Regions from separate parts of the Gossypium hirsutum genome. Here region 1 is linked to region 2. A link is a contact called in public Hi-C data. All regions are on one chromosome and are shown on one strand. Each heading gives the region's core, a stretch centred on a gene start, on an enhancer-like site or on the middle of the called end of the contact. The rest is flanking DNA. Distances are from core to core; before and after follow the strand shown. Region 1 has its middle 11 kb from the start of LOC107892672. Region 2 has its middle 26 kb from the start of LOC121221170.

What was found. Hi-C and Micro-C count contacts between places; a contact is called where the count stands out from the background.
Region 1: a Hi-C map of fibers shows a contact between it and region 2, with 2.7 times the contacts expected there. The contact joins two enhancer-like sites. A contact is called at or near these places in 14 of 34 Hi-C or Micro-C datasets (callus, fibers, hypocotyl and 3 more).

The regions. Positions count from the first base shown.
Region 1 is chrD09:28,310,007-28,312,706 of Gossypium_hirsutum_v2.1, reverse strand. No RefSeq gene overlaps it. Among protein-coding and RNA genes, the nearest start is that of LOC107892672, 11 kb to the left of the region's middle. Within about 2 kb of position 1,351, at least 4 of the 9 cell types and tissues checked have an H3K27ac peak or open chromatin away from gene starts, as enhancers often do. A contact at or near this core is called in fibers, where this site is marked.
Region 2 is chrD09:28,150,835-28,153,534 of Gossypium_hirsutum_v2.1, reverse strand. No RefSeq gene overlaps it. Among protein-coding and RNA genes, the nearest start is that of LOC121221170, 26 kb to the left of the region's middle. Within about 2 kb of position 1,319, at least 6 of the 9 cell types and tissues checked have an H3K27ac peak or open chromatin away from gene starts, as enhancers often do. A contact at or near this core is called in fibers, where this site is marked.

The sequences.
Region 1 (2,700 bases), core at 102-2,601, 160 kb before region 2:
ACCATGTGGTCTTCATGTGATGTCCTCTGCCTTTGTTTTTTTATAAATAGCAAAATGTCCAATTGGCTATCACCTAACCCTTTCCCCCCTCTCCTTTCCCCTTTTCAACCACTCACCATTTCTCTTATGTCATCATCTTTCCTTCTTTTACTCTCTTTCCATTTTGTTTTCCTTTTTCTTTTTTTCCTTTGGTCAAACTTTATTTCTTTTTATTTGGACAACCAAGTTGAGCTAAGTTGGACTTCTTAGCTAAGGACAAACTTCACTCTCCCTCGACACTTTACTCAATGGACACTAAATCCTTCCAACTCAACCCAACAGAGTTAAATTCAACTGAATTTAGAGTTTAATTCAATTGATTCATGAAGCCAAGATATATTTATCAACTTTGAGATTTGAATCTCAGCATGTGTAACTTTTTCCCTATCCTCAGCTTGAAATCTCCTTTGTAGTAGGAAAGAATCATATCATATTTGATGGTTCAAAATTTTATGCTTAGAGAAAGAAATAAAGAATGCAGATAATGTAACGATCCCATTGATTCGACAAAATTAAAAACAACAAAGGTAGTAAAACTAGTTATTATAATTATGACATTAGATATTGTAGTGATTGAGATTAAAATTAACAGTGGATCTAAATTTAGGTTCAAAAGAAATGAAAATGATCAAGGTGATGGTAGAATAGGTAAAAGCATCATGGAGGTCCCTGTATTAAAAATTATATTACATTTTATCCCTTTTTAAAAAATGGGCAAATTAGTCCCTGTACATTAGATCAAAGAGTAAACTAATCCTTTCTATTAAAAGTTTTATTCATTTCTATTGTTAAAAGTTGACATAGCTGACACCACATGTGCCTCATTCTGATATACATGAATCAATTTAACAAAAGAAATGGATGAAATTTTTAATAGAAAGGCTAGTTTGTTCTTTGATTTAATGTTACAGGGACTAATTTGCACTTTTTTTTTGTAGATGAGACAAAACGTAATCTGACTCTTAGAACAAGGGCCTCTAAGAATATGATAATTGAAGATATTAGATTAAATTGTTGAAATATATAAAATGAATAATTATTATATAAATAAGGTTTGGCAGACAAAATTATTGTGTTTGTTAACAGATTTCTTTTATTCCCCCTCCTTTTTCACCATGGAATGCCAAAGAATCGTATGAAAAGACGCAGCAAAATCAGGGTAAAGTTGAGTTCAATAGTTGAGCAAGATTGTGTTTTAATTAAGGGAGAGAGAGAAACCCATTTTTCTTGTGTTTTTTGTTTGGTCACAATTCAATGCCCCTTTTTGCATATAAAAAGTGAAATCTGCCATGTTCAAACTTCAAATGGAAGAGAAGGAAACTAGAAAAACCATCAAAGCAAGAGAGGGTTTTAGGCTTTTGAGGGGAAAAAAATCAATAATTTGCGTAAAAAAGAAGGGTTCAAACTTCAAACTTCAAACATTAAAAATTAAAATTAAAAAAAAGGGGCTACAAAGAAACGTGATTTATCATTTCCATCATTGCATATAGGCCTAGTTTTCGTGTACCTTATATTCTCCATACCATGCTACCTTAGAATTTCTAACTTTTGTGCATCATATAATAATAAACTTTAATTATATATATTAGTTCAATTGGTACCGTTACTGTTAGGTTAACTTGAAAGCCATGAAATTAAATGTTTTTACACACACTCTAAAAGATAATATTGGCGTTCGTATATTTTTATTAGGGTGAGTATTTGATAAGTGGGCAGTTGTATATCTCTTTTTTATTTTAAATATTTTTTTAGTATTTTACTATATCCTTATAGGATATTTATCAACCCCTTGGTCCTATTTGTGGAGTTTAAAAACTTTACTGATAGTGTACCAAATATTTTCCTTCTGTCATTTATTGTATGCATCACTTGTTTTACTTCCAATACGATTTTTTTTAATAATTGAGGGTAGGAGACGGGTTGTTTGGGATCAAACCTAAACTCTCATGCTTTATAATTTAATTTTCTTGTTACTAAGTCAAAAGGCTATTGAGTACTTCCGATACAAGTTTTAAAGATAAAGACAAATAAAACAAAATGAAATGAAAATAACATATAACACAATATTCTATAAAAATTAAATACTATAAAAATTAAATAAATATTTTTTTTGCCAACATTGTTATGGTGATTGTGGTTACAAGTTTTAAGTTGTGTTTAGTAATGCTTTTTAGAAGCACTTTTGATATTAAAAGCATTTTTGGAGCACTTTTTAAATTTATTTTTTTTGACTTTTCTAAAACATTTTTTCAAGTTAAAATTTTTAGTTTTTTCTCTTCCAAAAGCACTTTGATAATTTAATTACGTTTTCATCCCTCTAACATATGGTACTTTCCCTTCTCTAGTTAATTGCTTAAAAAGTATTTAAAATTTATTTTTTTATATATTAAAATATTAAAAACAAATTATAATAAATTATTTTCTATATTCTTGTTAAAATATCATAATATTAACTAATTTAAACATTATTTAAATGCTTATTTGTTACTTTATAACACTATGTTTAAAATGAATATTTTATTTCTCAAAAGTACTTTTTGACAATAATATTATTGTTGTGGTTGAAAAGTGTTTTTAAAAAGTATAGTGAAAATGGGTGTCTTATAATTTCAAATGTTTAAAATTGTTGTTAAAATGGAAAGTTAAAATGTCCATGCTGGA
Region 2 (2,700 bases), core at 70-2,569:
CGTGTACCAATTTATAAAACTGTTAAAATTTTCAAAAGATTTCATGGTTAATTTCTTAAATTTATTGATGTTAAGTTGTTAAATTTTAAGCTTAGAATGAAAAAAAAGCTAGTTTGTTAAGTGGAAGTTTTTAATTTTGAGTATAGGGACTAAAGTGTGTAAACTTCAAAATTGATGATAAATTTCTGTAATTATAGATAATAGATGGCAGTGCAAGGATGAAATTGAGATTGGTTTCGAAATCGAAGCTCAAATTGGAAAGTTATGGCAATTTCAGTTTTAGGGATTAAATTGAATAAAATGTAAAACTTTAGGGAGCTTCCAAAAATTGAAATTTAATTGATACATGTATATAGTAGACTGCCATAAAATGTTTGGATTTGATACTTCGAATTAAATAAATGTATAGATCGGGATTTGGACCAACTCTTAGATAATCGTGGAAAAGGCAAATTAGTGGATTAGTGTCCTTGACGTCTTGTTAATTTCTGATATTTTCTGGTAAGTTCGTCTGGTACAATCATATTTAAATTATTTTCAAAAATTATAATTAAGAATTTGAAAAGTGGCAAATAAAAATATTGAATTGGGGTAAGAAATTAAATACTAAGCACACCAAGGATGCAAACAAAATAAAATAACACAGTATAAAAGATAATGGTAGAAGAAAACTATAACACAAGATTTAACAAATATGACATGAATATGCTAGAACAATTAATTCTCTTTAACTAGTGATCATTGACACTTATGTTAGAGAATGTTACGATAAATTGTGGCAATTTCCAAGTCCTATTTATGTCTGTTAGTTAACTCACATATGTTTATGCCAAACTAACAATAAAATCACCCTCTCAGGCAATACATATAGTTTTTGCATACAACAACCATTTTTCGATATCAACATGATATGTACCATTTAAGTCTATGTCTATTAACTATTACCTCTTCTCAGATTAAATAATTAATTCATTTCCTTACTAATGTTGGCCATGCATTTTTAAGCATTAACAATAATTCAACTTGAATGAATGAATAATCGCTTGAACAAAACATCCCTAACATAAAGTTAAGAATACATACTTAAAGATTCATAATCATTCTAGTAGAAACGAAATTAAGTCCTAATCATTGAATGAAAACAGAAAGATGAGTTGCAATCATGTTTGTCAACAATAAAAGCAAAATAAAGATAAAAGAAAGGGAAGAAGAAATGTCGAGGGGGGTTATCCTTGGATAATGCAGAATAAGAAGAGATAACAATCAAATGCAGGGAATTTTCTACAATCGCTTCTTGCTTGCTTCTCACGATCACTCTCCTCCTCTTTTGGGCGTCAATCTCTCCTTTATGCACTCAAGTTTCTGCTTTTCCAATTGTTCTAAAAAATATTGGGATTTCTTGAATTGAAGAACTCTCTCTCGAATTTTCTCTTAATTCTGGTGTGTTTGCCTAATCTGGTGTCCCCCAAATGAATAAATGAATACCCCTATTTATACTTGTTCAAGCCCCAACATCTCTTTCTATTTTTAGCAAGGGAATCCCTTCATTTTCTCCCTTGAGTGGCGGACCCTTGAATTGTGGAGGAGGAAGTGGAGAAGTTTGCTATTTTTGGGAGGAGGTGGTTGCTTGAATCTCTTATTGTTGATGTCATCCCTTGATTACAGGAATTTGGTTGGGGGAAGACAAGAACATGTCTTACTTAGTAGTTGATTTAGGCATTTTCTTTCCTTAATGGGCTTGTCCAGAGATGTAAAATTTCACGCCCAACATGTGAATTTCCACTGAGTCCATTTATTTCTTCAAAAAGATACAAAAAATATGTTTAGTATAAAATTAATTAAAATAGCACATTGTCATGGTCCTTATTAAATATAACAAAATTATAAATAAAAACTATAAGAGGTGTTATCAACTACCAAGAATTTGCATAATTTATCTACAAAAGATTGCTGAAAATACCAACATATTTTAGAGTTGTCACACCCCAATATTAAATCATTGTTCATCCCGAGTGATGGAAAAATTCTTAAAAACACATCTTATGAAGTAGAATCGATTAACCCACGTAGACATATATGAACGAAATCAAGCCCTCAAATTGATACTGCGGATGTGTAACTTGTGTACAGTTATTATCCAAATTTCCTCAACTATTTAAATGTTAAAAAAATCATTATTTGAATGTTCTTTTTATGAAGATGATTTTGATTTTCCTCCAATTAATTTTTTTACTTCCTTAAATTAAGCTAGGTATCATTCATCAGGTTTAATATATGTTTTCATATGTTGAATTCAATAATTCCTCTCCACTAATGTAGTTAACTTAGCGATTTAAATCAGTAGGTCTTTATAGGGTTGTAACAGAGCAAGGTTCAAGATATGGATTGAAATTGATATTTTTAGGCTCAACAACCTCAAACTTAGCTTGCCTCAAACCTAAAATTATTGACATAATTAATGTCCGGATGGAATGTTGTCCCAGAAGCTTTCAACTGATATGCTCATAACTCTTTTTTTCTCTTTTTTTTTCCCTAAAATAACATAATTGCTCGGAGATATAACCTTTTGAGCATGTTCCCCTCTCTGAATCCCCCCAAACTAATTCTCAAAACATATCCAAGACAAGCAAGGTTAAGATTTGGTAGTACAAAAGGTCGAGAAAATTCTTTTAGAGGAAGCTACTTAATTCATGGGTCGAA